2 separate regions of the Mus musculus genome follow, and region 2 is linked to region 1. A link is a contact called in public promoter capture Hi-C data. All regions are on one chromosome and are shown on one strand. The core of a region is the stretch at or near the end of the contact, and the rest is flanking DNA. Distances in the headings are between cores, read along the strand shown. Region 1 holds the start of Tmem242 (transmembrane protein 242). Region 2 overlaps Synj2 (synaptojanin 2).

What was found. Promoter capture Hi-C pulls out the DNA fragments that hold promoters and counts their contacts.
Region 2: a contact with region 1 is called in a promoter capture Hi-C map of pre-B cells, with 5 times the contacts expected there. The contact joins the enhancer-like site here to the promoter of Tmem242 in region 1. A contact is called at or near these places in 17 of 39 promoter capture datasets (the 3T3-L1 cell line, 3T3-L1-derived adipocytes, the C10 cell line and 11 more), 3 of 15 datasets of contacts at CTCF or cohesin (the NIH/3T3 cell line, large pre-B cells and pro-B cells), 5 of 484 Hi-C or Micro-C datasets (the 3T3-L1 cell line, B cells, embryonic fibroblasts and 1 more), 15 of 115 datasets of contacts at active chromatin or transcription factors (the 230-238 cell line, DN3 thymocytes, the HPC-7 cell line and 9 more) and 5 of 9 other capture datasets (adipose tissue, embryonic stem cells, liver and 2 more).

What each region holds. Positions count from the first base shown.
Region 1 is chr17:5,438,135-5,442,364 of GRCm38.p6, forward strand. Tmem242 (transmembrane protein 242) reads right to left here and starts at 2,126. Exons shown (of 4, transcript NM_027457.4): 1 at 1,999-2,126; 2 at 1,398-1,498. The coding sequence starts at 2,083.
Region 2 is chr17:5,990,009-5,994,238 of GRCm38.p6, forward strand. Synj2 (synaptojanin 2) reads left to right here. Exons shown (of 27, transcript NM_001113353.2): 4 at 128-353. Among named protein-coding and RNA genes, the nearest start is that of Gm35525, 3.9 kb to the left of the region's middle. Within about 2 kb of position 2,348, at least 48 of the 459 cell types and tissues checked have an H3K27ac peak or open chromatin away from gene starts, as enhancers often do. A contact at or near this core is called in the NIH/3T3 cell line, embryonic fibroblasts, pancreatic cancer cells and 2 more, where this site is marked.

The sequences.
Region 1 (4,230 bases), core at 876-3,375:
ACACAGAGACTGCAAGGACTGTTTATGTGACCACCACCATGAGTATGCCACTGCTCTATGCCATCAGTGTGCATCTCTAAACATGAACAGGGAATGAGTTGTCTCAAGGACCATCAGGAGTTTTTGGACCACAGTGTACAAGTGTGTTAGAGCACAAGTGGCATGTCTTATGATCCAGCCCCAGAACAAAACAAAGAACCAAGCTGTTAGTATGTGGAAACAAGACAATCCCTGGGTTTTTCTCATTATCAGATTCTTAAACAGATTAAACCTGTGGTTTCGAAACCAAACACAGCTTGGCTGTAAAGCACCAACACTGGTTAGGTCTTAACGACATCTGCCACAAAGTAATTTCTTCTCTAAAAGTATTACATGGTAGAGGGAGAAAATGGCCCATCAGAGGAGCCACAGAAGTGATCTTAGTAGCTCCATAACCCTTTAGAGTATTGAGAGGGAATTGGAAAGCATTTTAGATACATTTTAGTCTCCTGTCATTATAGTATTCAAAGCTTAAGTATGACTATTACAGATAAGTGGAAGGGAATTCAATTGGTTTATGGTTTTTCACATAACATTTGTCTGTAGCACACATCAAGCTAATTGCATAGTTATTGGTGTGAATATCTAATTGTGTCTCTCACAGCAGACATTTAAATTCCCGAGGGAAAGACATGTTTATTTTTGTACCCTATCCACCTTAATCATAGAGTGCCTGAAACATAAAGGATCCCAAGTAAACACTTACTGAGGCGAACAGTAAGTCAGCAATATGGGTGGGAGGGGAAAAGACAAGACATTATAAGCAACTACAATACACATCAAGAAATTCCCCACCAACCAGGGAAAGCAGGCACACGACAAACAGCAAATGTACAATCCTGCTAACAGAATAATGATCTTCTGTCTCTAGTGGATATAGTTAGTCACCCAACACTTTATGAGCACCTACTGTGTGCCAGGCACTTTATAGCGACTGCGGCCCTTGCATTAAAACACAAAAACAAAGTTTTCACTCATTCTAAAAAAATGTTAAAATTTTAACATCTATGAAATAAATATACTTCTTGCAACCAGCACCAATAGTTTAAGTGATATTGCTTTTCTTTCAAAGCAAGGTCTCTTATTATCAATACTAAATTACTTATTCATGCTGTAGGGAAAACAATGTTTCCAAAGTTTTGCTCAGTTATTCTTCAAAGCCTCATTCTGTTAATTTTTAAGGAAGCACACGGAAAAAAAAATCAAGACTGACAACTAGTATACTTCTTAAACCCATGAGGGTTTGTGGGTGTATTTTCAAAACCATGTGAATGAAGGTCACTATTTTTTCCTATGCAAAAAGCTGTCCTTTGTTAAAAACAATAGCAATGCTATGAATGGATTTCAGAGTCACAAACCTTATTGAACCACTCAGGGCTTTTCTTTTTAGCTAATGATAATGTTGTAACAAATCCAGCTAGCATTCCCGCTGCGGCTGCAGAACCAAGGAAAATTCCACCTGCCAAGAATTGAGAGAAGGGATTAAAAATAAAACTTAAATTAAAGAGAATTGCACAACGAAGTATCAGAAACTTTCAGGATTACATTCAAAACTCGAAACATCATGGCTAGGCGGCTCTTGTGAAGTGGGTCTGAGAAACCTGCGTGATCTCACGACCTCGGGTTTCTGGTTCAAGGGTACGCTCTGAAGCTCAGTTCTTCAGGGCTGAGAATGGGTTTTTTTCCCTTCTCTCTGTCCTCAAGGACAGCAGCGCGAAGTTTTTCCACGGGAAGAAGAGATCGTGGCAATCAGAAAAGGGCAGGGCACAAGAAAAACTATAGATAAGGATGGGTAAATACAGTATGGACTGGAGAGTAGATGGCAGGATTTACCCGCCCCTGCCCAAGGAGACTTCACCTGGTGAGTGACATATGGGCCCCACTGGCTGAGTTCAGAATAAGGGCTCTCAGAAAAGAATGTGTTCCGGAACATCACATCCCAGCTCAGAGCAAGCATACCTTTAACCAGAAACAACCGATCGTCCGGAGACCCTGGAGCTTCTAATTCAGAGGACTCCCCGGGCCCAGGACCCGAGGTCTCCATTTTAAAGTCTCCTACTCTACTGTTTCCGTTACCAAAGAGGCCCGAGTGGAAGCTCAAGGGAGAGAGAAGAAAGGTTCCGCGGCTGCCTTCCCTGTGCAACCTGAAGAAAGGTCCGGGTTTCCCACTTTCCCCGCTTAACACTCTTGCAGTGAGAGAAGACAGAAAGGCTGCTCTCTGTCCCAGCCCAGAGCCGAGGGCGGCGCCCCACAAGACGGCCCTCCTGGGAGGATCACTCGCCTTCTTGCAAGGTGATGATCTGTTGGACTTTAGTAAGGTTTTGGGTTTTTTTTTTTTTGGTTTTGTTTTGTTTTCCCTACTTGGAAGAATACTCAGTTCCGACTCTAGGAGGCAGTGAGAGGTCGCAAATGGAGCCGGGAGCCCATCTGCCTGGCTTGGATCCTGGAGCTGTTTACCACTCCAGATACACTTGCACTGCTTCTAAGGATTTGGTCCGCACTAACAGACCACGATTCTAAAAAGCAAGCCTCAATATTTTCCCCGCTTCTTTCTGAGAAATTTCGAAATAGTTATTTCAGGGTTAAGTGACATGCCCAATTCTGGAAGAGAAACATCTCACCAGCTTCGAAGCACACGCCCTTCCCAAGATCTGATTTGCCCGCCCCCAGTGGACGCGCTGGGCTGGCTAAATGATTGAATGAACTGAGCCAATCTAGAGAGCAGAGTACAGAGGCCCTCTCTCAAAGCTTATTAACACGGGCTCCAAGGCTGCCCCGGACTTGCTGGGATCCTTAGCAGCCTGCAAGCAGGCCTGGGAGGACGATGTGCCAGGGTCTACGGACAGAGTAAATGGCTATTGAGGGAAGAGTAGTGGGAAGTAGCCAACGTTTTCAGCCTCTCAAAGGGAGACCTAAGACATATGGCATCATCTTTTAAAATGAAGCCAGTTCTTTAGCCTCTAGCCTTTTTCTGAGCACTTTAAGGGCATGGGCATCTTGAGGGTGGAGATTGTTATCTATACTCATTTGATATTCCCCAGCTCTCAGTGTATTACCTGGTCATGTATAATAAATGCCTGTCCGAGGGACGGGTAAATGAAAGCATTAGTTTTTGCAGCAGTTAAATGCATTTATTAGCTCAGACCTGCGTTCAGGTCGTAAAGCACTTCTTATTTGTGTGAACTTGGTGTTTGCCATATAGCCTCTCGTTACCTCGTTCCCCTCAATTATTAACTATGGAAACAGTACCTCACAGGATTTTTGAATGAAGAGGTGCGTGTGTGTGTGTGTGTGTGTGTGTGTGTGTGTGTGTGTTGTACATCCCTCTTGACCACTTGAAAAGCTGATACAAGAGGATAAATTCAAATCTAACCTAGGTAACAAGACCCAGTTTCAATCTTTTAAAAGTTATGAGTGTGATGGAGTTAGCATAGTGTCTGGCACACATAATATGCGTTTTAATTGCTGTTATCATTGATTCTAGTAGTTTTTAAAGCATTACATACGAACGGTTAAAGCTGCCCAGTCTCTCCCATTAGAGACTTTATCTCTGAAAGTCTGGGGCAGCATGAGATCTGATGCTAGGCTTGGTTGAGGACAACTGCTCTGTTTCTGTCCAGTTCCTTAGAAGCCTAGTTTCAGAGTCTGGGAAGGCCCCTTACAAGTGGGCAAATACTGTGCCCACTTGTAGGCACTTACAAGAAGGACTTATACTTCTCCTTTCCTGTCACATATAATAATAGTGACTATAGCTGCTAACATATTGGATGCTTCCTATATGCCCTTGCTATATCTTTTTGGGTCACTGAGAGCCCATCAGGTGATACTGTTCAGAGCTGGCAGAATTTTTGAACCATGAGGCCTAGTGGTTCAAAGTCACTGAGAGGTGTGGCCTATAAATCCAGCTTTGGCTAATTCAAGAGGGACTGTGAGACCACAGCCTCTTCCTCTTCCTGTCCTTGCTCTGTTCAAGGCCAGAATGGATGCCAGGTGTGGTGGTGCATGTGGGTGTGTTGCAGAGCAGCCTTGTGTACATAAGAAGTTCCAGACCAGCCAGGGATACATAGAAAGACCCTATTAAAAGAAAAGGACGACTTTGCTCTGCTGCTGAAAGACCCACAACGTGAGGACTCCCCCACGTTCTAACTCAGGATAGGCCACACCCCAAATCACTCACGAGAAACAGTCTTG
Region 2 (4,230 bases), core at 1,098-3,597, 550 kb after region 1:
GATGGAATTGCATGTAACAGCCTAGTGGAACACTGGGCCTAGGGAAAGTTCCTTAGTACTTGGCTCTGGGTACAGCATTTGTAGAGCCTGGTAGGGTGACCCAAAGGTGTTACCTGCTATTTTGCAGGAACCAGCTATTGCATGTGCCTCTGCGGCAGCACCAGGTGAACTGTCATAACTGGTTGCTGAAAGTCATCTGTGGGGTGGTGACCATCCGCACAGTATATGCCTCCCACAAGCAGGCCAAGGCCTGTCTCATCTCTCGCATCAGCTGTGAACGCGCAGGTGCTCGCTTCCTCACCCGTGGTGTGAACGATGATGGCCACGTGTCCAACTTTGTGGAGACAGAGCAGGTAAGTACCCAGGCCTGTCCCTGACACAGAGCGACTCAGAGTATCAATGTATCTTACAAATGCATGTTTTCTTTTTTTTTTTTTTTTTTCAATTTTTTTTTTCCATTTTTTATTAGGTATTTAGCTCATTTACATTTCCAATGCTATACCAAAAGTCCCCCTTACCCACCCACCCCCACTCCCCTACCCACCCACTCCCCCCCTTTGGCCCTGGCGTTCCCCTGTACCGGGGCACACAAAGTCTGCGTGTCCAATGGGCCTCTCTTTCCAGTGATGGCCGACTAGGCCATCTTTTGATACATATGCAGCTAGAGTCAAGAGCTCAGGGGTACTGGTTAGTTCATAATGTTGTTCCACCTATAGGGTTGAAGATCCCTTTAGCTCCTTGGGTACTTTCTCTAGCTCCTCCATTGGGAGCCCTGTGATCCATCCATTAGCTGACTGTGAGCATCCACTTCTGTGTTTGCTAGGCCCCGGCATAGTCTCACAAGAGACAGCTACATCTGGGTCCTTTCAGTAAAATCTTGCTAGTGTATGCAATGGTGTCAGCATTTGGAAGCTGATTATGGGGTGGATCCCTGGATATGGCAGTCTCTACATGGTCCATCCTTTCATCTCAGCTCCATACTTTGTTTCTGTAACTCCTTCCATGGGTGTTTTGTTCCCACTTCTAAGGAGGGGCATAGTGTCCACACTTCAGTCTTCATTTTTCTTGAGTTTCATGTGTTTAGGAAATTGTATCTTATATCGTGGGTATCCTAGGTTTTGGGCTAGTATCCACTTATCAGTGAGTACATATTGTGTGAGTTCCTTTGTGATTGTGTTACCTCACTCAGGATGATGCTCTCCAGGTCCATCCATTTGGCTAGGAATGTTTTCTACCATGAGTACCAGAGGCTCTGATTTGTGTGAGGTTTTTGACTGTGACTTCTTCCTGTATGTGCAAAATTAGAGGACAGTTTGGAACTTGCCTCTGGCTTGTATGGTCTGTCTTTTTGTTTCATGACTCATTCTGAAAAGACAGTGCTTATGTGTATATGTGTGCATGGATGCATTTGAAAGCCTGAGGAGCTCTGAGTGTTGAGCTCACCGACTTGACAAGAATGGCTGTCTCTCAAGCCCTAGAGATGCTCTTGCCTCTGCAGGATTACAAGCTCGTGCCTTTTAATAGGCTGGCTTTTATGTAGCACCTCAGGATTGAACTCGAGTCTTCAGGCTTATGTGAGAAGCCCTTTATCAACTGAGCCATCTCCCTAGCCCTTCTAATGTATTTTAAGCAAAAGGATTCAAGAAAGGACACCATAGCTGTAAAGAGTACCCACCTTCTCCAGGAGCAGCTGACAAGCCAATAGGGGTTGAAAATCTTTTTAGGATGAATAAAGAATTCAATAGAATAACGGGAGAAGAAACTTATTTAAAAAAAAAAACTACATCAGCTAAAGCTTCATTCTGGAAGGATGTTAGGGCTTGGGGACCTGATCATGTGTGACAGCAGTTGCTGTTAGTCCCTATGGAGAAGGGCCATCTGTAATACCTCCCTAGGTTCTTTTCTGGCTTCTGCTCTCATCCTGGATGTTAAAGTCCTAACCTCCTGAAAGATGCTGTCTCGCATCTGTTGTTTTGTTTTTTTTTTTTTTTGCTCTGACTTGCTCCCTGAGGGTAGTGCCACCTTGCAGAATAGCACCTGGGATCAGCTGCAAAGAAGGAAAGCTATAGGGAGGGAGGCACGGGTCCTCTCTGAGCAGCAGGCGCCCTGTGTGTTCCTGTAGGCGCAGCCTGGCACACACAGTGTGGCTGTAAGAGGCACCCTTCCAGGGCACCAGTTGAAGTCAGCACACATGTGCACACCTTCCCCCAGCACAGGAGAAACTCTGCATGCTCACTTAACAGTGGCTCAAACCCGTGTGGGGGCCCAGTTTGCAGGAGCGCTGTCTCCTCTCAGAGGTGCAAAGATGGAGGCTCCTCATGGGAGTTAGAGGGAAGTTGGGGCAGGAGCCTGCAAAAGATCTGTGGGTAAAATTACTATCTCAGGGGAGAGTTGCTTGCCCTCCTGAATGTTGACAGTGCTATTAAATAACTATTTTTATGGTTGAAAAAGGAGAGAATACTTCCTCCCACCATGAAAGCCATTTTCACTTTTCTTGCTCATGTCTTCATGGTGACAAAGACTTCCAAGGTCATGTCCACCTTCTTTACCTCCACACCTTTATCTGGTATCACTACCCCTCACCCTCGGTATGTTCTGATCTGGGACAGAGTTCTGGTGTTTTTGAGCAGGTCAAGACACCACAGGTAGCAATGTTGATATTGCATGGCTCCCACAAAGCCTGAACTTGGTACCAGAACCAGATTCCAGAGATCATCTTTGGGTCAAGAAGGAATCCTCAGCCCAGTCTGAGGGAAGAGGGCCATTTATTTGGTCCTGGTGGTGGTAGTTCCCAAATGTTTAGGTTTTGACCAGTTGGGAAACACTATGGTCTTTTACCATACCTTACAAAATAGGTCTTTAGGGTAACAACTGCCCTGTCCTATAAGATGGACCATATCAGAGGACTTTGTGTGGGTTTCCTGGGACTGCTGTAATAAAGTGCCACACACTGGGTGGTTCAGACAACAGGCATTTGTTCTTCCCATTCTGGAGGCTGGCCGGTTAAGATCAAGGTCAAAGGGCCTTCCATAGTCTCTTGAAAAATCCCACTGGGAGGATCTGCCCTTGTGTCTCCCAGCTTCTGTAGTTCCGGTGTGGCTCACAGGCCATCATCCAGTCCCGGTCATACTGGATCAAAGGGCTCACTCAGCTTCCTCCAGGGTGGGCTCACTTATCCAATTATAAGAACAGAGGTTCTCTATCTAAGCAAGGTCACAACTGGAAATGCAGGAGGTTAGGACTTTTTCTGTTTCTGGAAGGGACATTAGGGTGTAATTGCATAAAGCCATCAGAAGGGTGCTTTGACTGTAGGGTAGTGTCCCTGTGCTATCTGTTAGTCTCACTAACACTGCCAACACTGCCTCAGGCTGGGGCTTTTGCTCTGGTTGCATCATGCAGGGTACCTGGTGACTCGTATGTCCTGTTACCCCATGCTACTTGTTACGGCTCAAGATCAAGAAACCCCCCCACATCTCCCAGGTCTCCACTTGGGGGCAGCCCACCCAAGTAGGCCTTAGAGATAGGAACAGCCTACCCACACTCTCAGGGATGTACAGCTAGCCTCAGTCTGTTTCCTGATGCTGTCACACAGTACCACATCCTGGGTATGTTATAAAGAAAAGAGATGTATGTTGGGCTTATAATTCTGGTCTAGAGTCAAGGGCCCACATCTGGTGCTGGCCTTGTTGACCAAGTCCTGAGATTCAGAGCACCATATGGCTAAGTGCCAAGCAGTGCGTAAGAAGCCTGGCCAAAATGGCTTCTATTTGAAAACTCATTCCTAAAATAAACCAATAATCCATTAATTTAATGAAGGCAGTTGCTAATCACCACTTGATGACGGGATTAAATTTCAGTGTGCTTTTAAGAGGGACAAGCTATAGAAGCTTTCTGATTGATTGCTTGGGGTTGGGAGAGGGATTTCTTGGCTCCCATAAACCTTTGTGGTTTTCCCAATTTGTATTTTTTAAAATTCCCCTTTCCTCCTCTGGGCCACATGGCTGTTTCTATAAACTTGTCACTGACCTTGCTCCCTGAAGCAATCACTATTAATGTGCAGACACTCCCATCTGCTGTCCACCAGAATAATAGGTAGCTGAGAGGATATAACTTAATCCCACATGACTATTTTCACCAGACATATAACTGGGCACGAGGGCTGTATAAACCCAGAGCAGTTCTTTGTTGAACATGTATAGTTGAAACTGCTAATGACAACTGAAAAGCAAG